Linked DNA regions of Mus musculus: all the other regions are linked to region 1. The links are chromatin contacts, called in public HiChIP or PLAC-seq maps. All regions are on one chromosome and are shown on one strand. Each heading gives the region's core, a stretch centred on a gene start, on an enhancer-like site or on the middle of the called end of the contact. The rest is flanking DNA. Distances are from core to core; before and after follow the strand shown. Region 1 overlaps Slc38a9 (solute carrier family 38, member 9). Region 2 overlaps Gm41067 (a long non-coding RNA gene). Region 3 has its middle 16 kb from the start of Gm41067.

The links. HiChIP or PLAC-seq counts read pairs in DNA pulled down with a chosen protein or histone mark.
Region 2: a contact with region 1 is called in an H3K27ac HiChIP or PLAC-seq map of embryonic fibroblasts, with 20 read pairs. The contact joins two enhancer-like sites. A contact is called at or near these places in 1 of 39 promoter capture datasets (the 3T3-L1 cell line), 2 of 15 datasets of contacts at CTCF or cohesin (the G1E-ER4 cell line and the NIH/3T3 cell line), 15 of 484 Hi-C or Micro-C datasets (3T3-L1-derived adipocytes, the C2C12 cell line, the G1E-ER4 cell line and 8 more), 6 of 115 datasets of contacts at active chromatin or transcription factors (the NIH/3T3 cell line, embryonic fibroblasts, embryonic stem cells and 2 more) and 1 of 9 other capture datasets (pancreatic islet).
Region 3: a contact with region 1 is called in a CTCF HiChIP or PLAC-seq map of the NIH/3T3 cell line, with 12 read pairs. The contact joins two enhancer-like sites. A contact is called at or near these places in 2 of 15 datasets of contacts at CTCF or cohesin (the G1E-ER4 cell line and the NIH/3T3 cell line), 23 of 484 Hi-C or Micro-C datasets (3T3-L1-derived adipocytes, the C2C12 cell line, the C3H10T1/2 cell line and 14 more), 3 of 115 datasets of contacts at active chromatin or transcription factors (embryonic fibroblasts and embryonic stem cells) and 1 of 9 other capture datasets (adipose tissue).

Annotation. Positions count from the first base shown.
Region 1 is chr13:112,681,382-112,685,440 of GRCm38.p6, forward strand. The region is part of intron 2 of Slc38a9 (solute carrier family 38, member 9); the gene reads left to right. Among named protein-coding and RNA genes, the nearest start is that of Gm52034, 10 kb to the left of the region's middle. Within about 2 kb of position 2,185, at least 32 of the 459 cell types and tissues checked have an H3K27ac peak or open chromatin away from gene starts, as enhancers often do. A contact at or near this core is called in the NIH/3T3 cell line, muscle stem cells and tail fibroblasts, where this site is marked.
Region 2 is chr13:112,776,449-112,780,507 of GRCm38.p6, forward strand. The region is part of intron 2 of Gm41067 (a long non-coding RNA gene); the gene reads left to right. Among named protein-coding and RNA genes, the nearest start is that of Gm41067, 9.8 kb to the left of the region's middle. Within about 2 kb of position 2,228, at least 26 of the 459 cell types and tissues checked have an H3K27ac peak or open chromatin away from gene starts, as enhancers often do. A contact at or near this core is called in tail fibroblasts, where this site is marked.
Region 3 is chr13:112,750,572-112,754,630 of GRCm38.p6, forward strand. No RefSeq gene overlaps it. Among named protein-coding and RNA genes, the nearest start is that of Gm41067, 16 kb to the right of the region's middle. Within about 2 kb of position 2,265, at least 112 of the 459 cell types and tissues checked have an H3K27ac peak or open chromatin away from gene starts, as enhancers often do. A contact at or near this core is called in the NIH/3T3 cell line and muscle stem cells, where this site is marked.

The DNA.
Region 1 (4,059 bases), core at 935-3,434:
CCCTTGGATCTGGGAAGATGGCTCATTCCATGAAGTGCTTGCACTCAAGCATGAAACCATGAGTTTGAATCCCTAACACCACATAAGAGCCGGGGCAGTGGCAGGCATTTGTGATCCCAGCACTTAGGGGGCTCTGACTGGGAGACAGCCAGCTCCATCGAGCTCATTGACTCGTCAGCCCGGCCAAACTGATGCACTCCATGTTTATCATCTCAAAAACTACATGAAGCCTGACTGAAGAAGACCTCCTGGGCTCCAAGCACATACATCACACACACACACACACACACACATGTTCGCACCTACACATGATAACACATACTTTCCTTAAAGTGCTGGTGTATCCTGTATTCCCTTACCACATTTTTTTTAAAAGTACACTACCACTGAGATAAACCACCAGCCCCCACTTAGCACATTTTGTACAGGTGCTGTAACATGCCAAATACAGTTATTGGCTCTATAAATGTGCTCATGACCAAAATGACAGCAACAAGCACTAAAAAATACCCCTGTAGAGCTGGTATTTTACCAGAGGGGACCAAAAAGTTAATATTTGTCCATCATATTAGGTATCGTTGCTGCTGAGGAGAAGATCGACAGAGGTGGATAGCAAGAGTGTCAAAGAGGTGTTGAGGTTTCAATGTGATGACCGTAATCATCAAAGGCCTTGTTGAGAAAGGGACAGCTTAGGAAAGAGCTAAAAGAGGTGACAAATAAGCTGTGCAGGAAAAAAGGTCTGTAGAGTTTGTTTTACCTGAAATGAATAGCAAAGGTCCTGAAGAAGCTGTATGCACACGTGTAGTGTTTGAGGATTGGTGAGGCTCATGTGGGCACTCAAGTCCAACATGTGGGATAAGGGAGGCACAGTGGGGAAGAGTTTGATACACCAGCCAGGCTTTCAGTCTGGACAGCATACGTCAGTATAGCCAGTATCTGTATGGATGCAAGTTGCACGAACTGGCCGATGGAATGAGATCACAGGAGAGAACTCCTGTTCTGAGAACTCTAGGATTCCTTACATTTAAAAATTAGAGCTTTGAGAAGTAATCAGTCAAAGAAGCAGATGCACTGGCTTCCTTCCTTTAGATTAAACCCTGTGTTAGCATGTGAAAATCTCCATACACTGACCAACGTGTGTTTTAAAATATATCTCATACTTTTTCTTTTTGATTCTCTCTCTTCTCCCTCCACTCCCATGTGTTCTGGTGTGTGTGTGTGTGTGTGTGTGTGTGTGTGTGTGTGTGTGTGTACAGGGAGTGAATCCAAGGCTTTACACATGCTGAGCCTGTGAGTTACATCCCTAGTCTTCTGTTCTTTGAAACACTTTTTTCTCCTATTGACCATACCTCTCTAAGATTCAGCTTACCTATGAATTCCCCGACAGTCTGCCAGATGATGTAGTTCCCTCTTCTGTGTGTCTCCCATCCCCCACATAACCCAAGCATCACACAGCTCTCCCAATTGCCTTGCTCCCATTGTTGCATGAAACACTTGGTTCCTTCCCTCTGGGTCTATGCCACTTATTTATATATCTCTGTGGCAGGTTATTGTACAGTCCTCGTGGGTCTGTGTTCTAGTCACTGTTTAATGCCTAACTCAAATGCAGATTACTTGGTTGGAACTTAAATAATGTTTATATAATAAGTTGGAAAACCACTTCTAAATAAAGTAGCCAAAGTAGAGAAGCTTATGTAAGCTCAGCCTTGGCACCTGGGCTTCAAGCTGGGCTGCAGGGCAGGTGTTTGTAAAGAGATGGTGGTCTTTGGGCTTCAGAGGAAGTAAGAAACACACCCGGGGGCCAGCCCTCACCAGCATTCCCTAGCAGCAGGGCTTTCTAGATGCAGTGGCCTGAGTAATTTCTTTTTCTGCCCTGTGTACTGAAAAGCTTTCTGTTGGGAACGTGTTTTACCAAGTAGGTAGAAGCAAGTACAGAGGCTTGCTATTTGAAAGTGTATCTGTGTAACATTTTTGGAATACTTGATTGCCTTGTTATTTTTGTCTGTTTTTGTTTTGTGTTAATAAATTACCCCAACCAGTCTGTTGGGTGTTAGAACACTTCAACTTCCATAGGGATGCAAATAACTGGGCAATTTCAAATCAAGATTTCCATACTGGGTATGAGCCTTGCCATGAGTCATAGAGTTGTTACTAAACCCTCACAGGAGCGTGGCTTGGCAGTAGAAGGGTGGAGACAGATTGAAAAGCCAAAAGATTTTAAGGAATTTAAGGAGTACACTCTAAAAAAGGTGTTAGCAGGAGTGTGGTTTCGTTGTTTATGTGTGCATTAAATGAATATATGAGAATTGAATCACATTTTAAAATATGTTGTAAATTTTGCTCCAAATTAAAACACTCTTGCTTTGGCATGAGCTTAACTATTTACAAGGTGAGACAGATATGCCCTCTTTGTTCTCATTGGGTACAGCTGAACTGCGTGTCAAATGGCAAGTGACCCTGATAGGCACAATTGAAAGAGAGTTCAAAGATAAAAGCTCTTGAGTCTTTTACCCTGAACATTATCCTCTATGTAGTGTTCTTCATTTTTAAAGTGTTTTAAGTAAAGTTCATATTTTCACTTTCTAAAATGTGTTTCTAATAATTCACCAAAAATATGCTGAATTGTATATTTTTAAAGAGAATCTGTTTTGAAAAAATTCCAAAATATTTGTTTGAACAGGCACTCAACATCTCGATGAAAACGGTTGGAAAAGAAAAGCTTTCAAAGCCATTCTGTTCTCAGAGTACCCAAGCCAACTAAACTGGTACAGTTAACGCGCCAGCCAGAGGCAGGAGCCAAGGCCTAACACTTCCCGGACTGCTTTGCAGCAGACCTTCAAACCAACCTAGTGGTTAGATGTTAATGCCGTTGAATTCCAGAGTAAACAGTGACAAGAAGACCATCTATACCTCTTTCTATCAATATTAGTCCTTTAGTAGCCCAAGTATCTGCCTAAAGTTAACATTCTTGAGTTTTGTGGGGCACTGATCCTGCTGGAAAATCCTGTAGAGTGTGAGCTTCCTAACGTAGTAGTATCTCTGAGATGCCTGTGTGCATGCGTGTGCATGCACGCGTGTGCATGCGTGTTTTGGAGGCTAGAGTCAGTGCTGACTGAATATCTTCCTCCACTGCCCTCCGCCTTATCTCTTGAGACCCTGGAGCTCATCAGCTTGCCTAGATGGGCTAGGGCTAGCCAGTGGGCTCCGGTGCTTCATCCGTTTCTACCTCCTCCCCAGAGCTGGGGTTAAAGCCGTGTCCCTGTGCTTGCCTGTGTGTCCTGCAGATCTAATTGCAGTTCCTCATACTGTGCAGCAAGCACTTTACTAACTGGACCATCGCCCTAGCCCTCAGATATCAATATTTGTTCATCACCTTTAAGAATCACTATCATGGTAGAAGTAGAAATAATACATCATATCGTAACACTTTTGAGAGATTGGTGGTTATATTAGGCTGCCAAATATATATGTAGTGATTGTTTAGCCTCTGGCCCACTCATTTTTACTATATCCCCCTTATAATTTATTAATAGCACTTAATGCATTTGCCAGTATGTTTGATATGCTATGTTGATCTCTCTGCCCATGGCTTTACTTTTATAAATGCTCTTGTTACTATTCATGAAATTGACTAGTTGATACCTACTATATTTGAATGTTGTCATGGAGAATAAATAGCAAGTGACTCAAATGTTCTGTATGTCAGTTAGAAGGCTAAACTCAACTACCGTTTCTTAGGTATCAGAGTTTGTTAGAAAAGTAGCAGAAATGAAACTTTCTTGGGGGTTTGTTTTCTTTTGTTTTCCCATTGTTTTTACCAATGTGTAAGAGTAACAGCCACAGTTTGGGGCACAGCGCTGTTTCCTGCTTCTAAGAGGCTGAGACTTGGCGGAGCCATGCGATTCTCCCTTGTCTCTCCATTTTGGAGTGCTCGTTCTGGGAAAGTTAGAAAACACCTGAGGGAGGTTCAGATGGCGCTGAAGGGCTGACTGGAGATGATGGTTGAAAGCTAGAGTCTGCAGTTCATCAGGACATAGTGAGGAAGGACACGAACATAAA
Region 2 (4,059 bases), core at 978-3,477, 95 kb after region 1:
CTGAAGTCATGAATAGAGCCACTGGTTTGTGTCTTAGGGAATCGTCGAATGCAATCTAGGCTTTGAAGCTCATACATGTGATTGCAGCACTAGAGAGGCTGATGCAAAAGGACAGTGAGCTTGAGGCTAGCCTGGACTACACAGTGAGTTCTAGGCCATCCTGAGCTATAGTGTGGAACCTTGGAAAGGAGGAAAGAAAGGGAGAGGGAAAGAGAGAGAGAGGGAGAGATGGGAGGGAGAGAGAGAATGGAAGAGGGAGGGAAAGAGATCAATGTTCATGTGTACATAGAAGCTTGTTACTGTCTCATAGGACAACAGAGGTATGAAGCCTTCTGGAATCCATATTATATGGCCATAGTATATGCTGGAGTGAACAGTATGTAGTAACTTATTAATAAGCACCTATCAGAAATTCATTTGATTAGATTTAGGGGAGATATTTTTTACCCTACCTATGAATATTTCTGTTACAAAAAAAAAAAAAAGTAGGGAATGAGAGCAGCTCCCCACCCCAAGCTTATTAAATTGTATTGTTTGGCACACAGATGTATAACGTTAGGAATCCCTCGACCTCAAACATATTAGGCAAACATTTTACTACTAAGCTACGGCCGCCAGCACCAGTCTACAATTCTCTTGAACTGAATTAAATCTTCATGGAATTAAATCAGATGTTTAAAACCAGGAAGCCAGGCCTATGAAATAAAGCTATGAGCCAGAGGTGATGATTCAGAAGAGAGCATCTCAGCTCACAGGATGCTGAGGCAGAGCTAGCAGGGTTCAGGGGTAGCCTGTGCTATGCAAGTAAGGGAAATGCGAGCCGGAGCCACAGGGGCCTCAGCTGTCGGAATTCCATAGTGGAAAAGGCAGGTAATAGAGAAAAAATATCAATATAAAGTACTCATGGTAGGAATGGCACAGTATGAATACATTGGACTCTATGTGCTGGTGTCTAAGGAAGCTGGGCAGACCCGGTCCTCATAATGCTGAGATATGACATTCCAGTGTACATCATAGAAGTGTGTTCTTGTGATCACCAGAACACAGTAGCCCCAAGCCCGGAAGCTACTCCCGTTCCCCTAAACAAGAAACTGTAAATACCCTGTAGCATATTCCCAGAGAGGAAAACTTTGCAGAAGTGAGAATGGACGACCCCAACACCCCATGCAACTTGGCTGCGTCTGCGAAGCTATTCTGGGTGAAGGAAAAGACAATCTAGTCGCAGCGATACGAAGGTATCTTGCTGATACTCAATACCAACCACAGAATCCCACTGATTTTCATTTCAAATGCATGAAACTTTTGTTGGTAGCTGGATACGGCAACACACGCACGTAAATGCACATACCCGGAAGGAAGGCTGGGGCGGGAAGGTCACGAGTTCTAGGCTAGTCTAGGCTACACGGCAAGACCCTATCTCAAACTGACAAAAATTAACTTGTTATCCTTTATAGTCACGGATCTCCTGAGGACCAGAGGGTTGCTTAAATGGCATTATGGTCTAGATCTTGAATGTGCCCTAATGTCAGGGTTTGAAGGCTTGGGCAGTGGGTCTCACACAGTGAGACGTTGTAGGAAAAACTCAGGTCATGGCTGGGCTGGGCAAGGTGGGTCATACCTTTAACCCCAGTCCTTGGGAAGTAGAACAGGGGGCTCTCTGTGGGCTTGAGGCCAGCCCGCTCTACACAGCAACCTCCAAGGATGATAGAAGATAGAAGCTGGTTAGTTAGGGCAGGGGTCTCCAAGCAGCAGTTCTGGTAATTACCTTGCTGGAGGCCAGGAATGCCAGAATAGGGTCCCAGCTCTCCCTCCTCCTTATCTCCTTGCCTAAGGGCTCTTCTCCATTATGTAAATGAAGGTAAGGAAGGCACCTGGACACCTACCTAAGTGAGTCAGCTGGATTGACAAGAAGCTGTGAGGTCAGAGCGTCCATCCTAGGGGAGGAGGAAGGTCAGGAGATTGAAAATGACGCAAGGAGTCTCAGGCTGCTAAGACAAGCTTTATTCACCTCTGCCAAAGACCACCACACAGACAGGCAGGCACCTACCTACCTATGCATAAGACAGGCACCCTGGCTGGCTGATGAAACAAAGGCAAAGGCTCCAACTAGGGCTGGTGTCTCGGACCTCAAGGCCAGTTTTATATTAAATCCACACAAAAGTGGCAGTCTGACAGGAATGTTGCATAACAGCAACATCATATTTTATTTCCAGTCTCCTGGACATCTGATATCAGCCATTTTGTGCTGACTCATAGCTCCCAGATGTCCAGTGTTCACCACCGATGCTCATGTCGGAGTCTACACCAGCCTCATCTTTTCTGAAGATGAACTGGCCCTTACCGCCCCTGTTCCTGTAGAAGCTCACCCCTGCCTCCTACCTCACTGAAGTTTCTGCAGTAAATCTTTTTAAAAGGCCACCCTTGCTATCCTATTTCTAGGAACCCACCCCCACCCCTACCCTAGTTCTCCTTCTCAAGCTCCCACCCATAAATCTATAATAAACTTTTCTCTAAAACTCACCATCACTGGTCAGTGAATTTTGTTCTTCCCATTTAAAAGCCAACAACAACCTGAAGGCCAGACTCAGGGTAGCTTTGGTGACTACTGAGTCTGCAGGATCCTAGATACCAGAGAAAGACTCAATCGTGATCAAGACACTCCAACTTTCCCATGTCACCAAGCCAGTCAGAATTACATAGTAAGACCCGATCTCCTTTCCAAAAGGAGGGGATGTTCTTCTTAAAATTAGTAGAAGAAAAGAGCCAAGTGATGGTGACTCAGACCCAGGACACCAGAGGCAGTAGCAGGCAGATCTCTCAGTCTGAGGTCAGTCTGGTCTACAGAGCAAGTTCCAGAACAGCCAAGGGCTACACAGAGAAACCCCATTGGGAAAACCAAAAGGAAGAAGAGGAGGAGGAGGAAGCAAGGGGAATTGACAAGAGGGCAGTGTGAGGAAGGCTGCAGAAGGAGAAGAGGCGGCGGCGGCAGCACGGGAGACATGACATGTCCTCAAGAGAGGCATTGGCGCCCTGGCCCTTCTCCTTCACTTGCTTCCTAGCTGGCATGAGGCAAACAGCTTTGCTTGTTTTCTGCCTCATCATAGGACTGAAGCCAATGGAGCAAACTAGCCATGGACAGAAAGCATAAACCCAAATAAGTCTCTTTTCCTCCCCAGTTGTCCATCTTGGGTATACTGTCACTGTGGTTGAGAGCTGTCTGGTACACACTCTGTCCCCAGTGCTTGCGGCTATATAAACACAGTATTTATGTCAATATTTCCCTCCTTATACAATCCTTCTTAGCTAGTCATAAAAAGAAAATATCTCCCAGGCATCTATAGTCTTCACACACTAATTTATACTATAAAAGGAACCTTGTATTTGTGATTAAATTAAAACTGCAAGAAAGAGATGATTCTAGGATATCTGACAGATCCACGTTACAAATCACGTGTGTTTTAAAGTTCTCAGAGAGAACCTTCTGATGTGGTCAGAGGGGCAGGTGGCATGGAAGACCCATAAAGAGATGCCAGTTGCTGTCTCTCAAGATAGAGGATGTGGCCACAAGCCAAGGAATGTGAGCAGCCTTTAGAAGTTGGAAAACACAAAGAAACTGTCTTTTTCTGATACCACGTAGAAAGGGACGTGGTCCTGCCAACGCCCTGATTTTAGTGGTGTGTCTTGACTCATGACAGACTTCTGACCTACACAGCTGTAAGAGAACACATCTGGTCATTAACTTGGTCACAATTTGTAGCAGTGGCAACAGGAAAATGAGTATGCCTTCATTCTGAACTTAGAAACACAGCTTTTTCTGCATGTCCTGCTTTCGGTCCTTACGGGTTGCCACTATCAGTGACATCAACAACGACTTCGGGCTATTGGAAGTTAGACGAGGGGAGAGTCGTGAAGTATACCAAGGCAATCAAAATGTGGAATTGTACAGCCCAGTCCTAGTCAATACTTCTATAACACAGCTACCAAGCTGAAGGCTTCCTCAGGGAACGTTGCAGAAGAGGGAGTGGAAAGATTATTGTTCAGAGCCAGAGGGGCAGTGAG
Region 3 (4,059 bases), core at 1,015-3,514, 69 kb after region 1:
AAATGAACAGAAAAGAATGAAGGGCCCTGGTCACTTTAAAAAGTTAACACAAGTCCTAAAACTGTAATGCCGATCACAGAAAAAGAGACTGCCTCTTTTTTTCCTGGGCTCCTTGAAAACAAATTCACTGGGCATAACTTACACCTGATGAGCGGCACCTAGTAGCACACGCCTTTAATCCTAGCAGGGGAGGCAGAGGCAGGCCCATCTCCATGAGTTTGAGACCAGCCTGGTCTCCATTGTGAGCTCCAGGACAGCCAGGGCTGTGTCTCAAAAACATGGAACAAATACATAGCCAAGGAGATAGGAGCAGAGTCTTGCCTCTACTCACACGTGCAGATGCCAGCCTGGGAGATGCCGGGGCTGATCTTCAGGCTCTTAGAGAACTATCCCTCCTGAAAGTACCCTTGCTCTCGGCAATCACATAACTTGTAGCTAGGCTAGGGGCAGGGTACCTGGAAGGAGGGGAGTTAGGGACCCTGTCTCACTCTATCGATCATTATAGTGAGATATGTATCCGTGTGTCTTATGGAATAGTATGTGTATCTGTTTGCTAGAGTTGTTATTACAAAGCACTACACACTGGGTGGCTTCCGCAATGGAAACTTATTCTTTCCTGGTTCTGGTGGCTAGACTTTGGTTGGTAGGTAGTCTTGGGTATTTTCTGAGGACTGTGCATGGCTGGGCAGTCTCTCCCTCTGCATGATATGCCTCTGAGTTTCCATTTCCTATCAGGCCCCCAATTAATCCTGGATTTGGGCCCATCCTGATGACCTTATTTTGAACTTAATTGCCTCTCTAAAGACTCGTATTTTTAAATAACATCCAACTCTGAGGACTCTTAGGACCTCGACATGTAAACACTGGGAGACACAATTTTATCTAAACACCAAGCAACCTGCCTGGCTTTGGTTTCCCCATTAGAGGAGAATGCGGGCCTCAGTCCTCCTTAAGAGCTCTTTCAGACCCAGTGTTCCAAGATTTACTCAGCCCTTTGCAGCTGCCAAACCTGGCCCCACCATTCACTTGGCTGTAACTACAAGAATTTTCCCTCCTTGGTCCTGCCAGGCAGGCCCGGAGCAGGAGGGAGATGCGTGAGGAAACGGTGCAAGGGTGGGGTTTCCTTTTAACTTTTTTTGTTGTTGTTTGCACTAGTTCTGTAACAGGACAAACATTCGGAGCAGAGTGAAACGGGGGTCCTGTCATCCTAAAGCAATGCCATGCTTCTTTTCCTAAATACGAGGTGTCGTGTGCGCCAGCTGCCATGACAAAATCCATCCAGGAGAGCCTAGGTAGTTTGTTCTCTCTGCCAATTCGCTGGCAGCAGAATGCTCCCCCAGCTGTCCTCCAGCCAGGCTAGGAACTAAGTGGAACCCGCCAGCCTCCGGGGTTGGGAGGGCTTAGAGACAAGAGGGGGCGGGGCTTAGAGACAAGCGCCAGAGGGGGACCCGGAGGGGGAAAAGGACAGGGAGGAAAGGGCAAGGGAGAGACAGATATAGAGGGGAGAAAGGAGAAAGGAAGAAGTGGGGGAGGAAGGGAGAGGAGAGGCAGGAAGGCAAAGAAAGACAGGAGGAAGGAGGAAGGAAATATCACTGGCCTGGAGGGGTAACCTAGTTTCTTTAAGGGGCCCAGACAGGAAGGGCAAAAGGCCGGGCTCCAGGCCTGGCGATCATAGAAATTACGGTCTGGTCAGCATCATCTTTAGGGAGAATTTAGAAAAATTGGGGTTTGCTTGCCTATAAATAAAAAAAAAAAAAAAAAAAAACATGGGTTTTTGAAAGCCTAACCTAAGGACACGAAACCTATATAAGGAAGCAGCGCCGGGCTGTAGTTAACCCAAGGCCCAGAGCAGTCCACTTCCTTTCTTTGTGTCTTTTTTTACTCCTAGTCTCTAAATGTGGAGATGGTAATGCCATTGCACTCGGCTCAACTTAAAAATACCTTCTTCTAAGCCACCTGACTCCCCGCCCTCACCCCCACCCCCACCCCCACCCCCACCCTCCGTACTTCTAGCCAGTAAGGAATCTTCCATGGTCACCTGATCATGGTCTAGTGAGCCTTGCTGGAAGCATCCAAGACTCCAGATGTTGAACACAGCCAGGGCACACAGCTCCACCACTCACCCTGACTGTCCTCCTCATCTTAAGAATGTGCCAAACCTTTATGTTCAAGCCTTTTTTATTAGGAGCACCTTGGCTTCCTATCCAAGTCATCTGGAGAGATTCCCCCGTGGGGCTTTCTTCCCAGCTTTTATGATGTTTAAGAGTGAGTCGCGGGTGCTGCTTTCTGGCTCTGAGTACATCCACGTCTTTCTTTCTCTTCCCACCCTGTGTGGCAGTGAAGGGAAAGGCCGGCCTTGTGACCCTGCTTCTTCTGCTACTAAATGTATGATTGGGAAAAGGGCCTCTGCAGGCAGAAAAAGTGGTTCATTTATCGTGAAAAACATTTGTGGTGTTGGTGGGTTGAACCTAATTATAATAACATGCAACAGCTTTCTCTGGCTCAGTCCTATATCTCAACTGGGTTCTCTCTCTCTCTCTCTCTCTCTCTCTCTCTCTCTCTCTCTCTCTCTCTCTCTCTCTCTCCTCGATGGTTCATCTCAACAGCAGGCACCTTGGGATGCTTATTAAACCCGGCATATGGGGAATCATATTCATTTCTATCTTTGAAAAATAACAAACAAATCAGATCTCTGGTAGCCCAGGCTAGCCTCAGATTCACTGTGTAGCTGAGAATGCCCTTCACTGTGGTCCTCCTGCCTCTGCTTCCCAAGTGCTGAGGTTACAGGTACACGCCATTGCTCTCTCTCCCTTTGTGCCTAGCTGGGGATCAAACCCCATGCTCTGTGCATCTACGCCAGCACTCTGTCCCCTGAATCACCTCCCCATCCATGTTCACTCGTTCTAAAGCAGAAATGATCTGTTTCCCCTGAACCAAGCACAGAGCTTAGTCATAAGGACACCAGAACAGGAAAGGCTTCCTGCCTGGGAGGAACTCTGTTCTACTGTCTCCTGGTCCGTGACAGCTTCTGGACTAGGGTTCACTTTAATTTTTTCAATGTGTGATACCCGTACTTCCTTTTCAAGGAAGACCTTGGCATCCTTGCTAGCACAGAGCATGGATATCTGCCAGATCTCTGACCCCAGCCAGACTTCCAGGCTCCTCTCGCTCCCATCCTTCCTGTCGATGCGCGGAGCCCTGTGCTGGGAGTGTCTACTGGAGTAGACACTCTGTCCACAGGTGAAGGTTAGGTCTTCCAGTTCCTGCGGATTTGACGTCACTAAGCCCTTGCTTCCATGGAGACTCAGTCTCATCCTTTATCCTCACAGTCCACCTCGGGCTAACCAGATCGGCGTGGGCTAAGAGCGCCTCTGTCATACAGGACAGTAGGACATCCGAGAGAGTGTTCTTCTGTTTCCCTTAGCCAAGTCTAGATGACTGAGTTGTCAGAGTGATAACTGGTGGCCGCAGCCCAGCTGGGTCCCCTATTTGTAACCACCTGTGGGGCCTTGCCTTCTGTCAGGGTATGAGGACAGAGAAAGTTTCCTGAGCAGAGGAGTAAAAATGAGTACTGGGCACAGCCAAGGAAACCATACAGCAGTAGGCCATTCCAAATGCTTAGCCTGCGTCTAGCATGGGAGGCAATCAGACATCCCCTCATGCTTGCTTTGTAAGGGGCCCTGTGCTCTTCATAAACATCCATGTGGAACAAGCTAGAGGTGCCACTGTAACAACCCTCCAAGGAGCTGAGGCAGGAGGATTGAGAATTCCCTGTCAGCTTGAGCTACAGAATGAGACTCTGCTTGTCCCCCTCCCTAAAAAAAAAAAGGAGCCCCTGAAACCAGAAAGCTGTTCTAGATAGGCACTAACCACAACAACAACAACAACAACAACAACAGCAACGACAACAGACAATAAAATGGTAATGCATGATCCCTAACTGGATAATAGGTTGAAAAAGGTACAGCTGTAAAGGACTCTGTGTGTGTGTGTGTGTGTGTGTGTGTGCGTGTGTGTGTGTGAGAGAGAGAGAGAGTATCTGTCTGTCTGTCTTTCTGT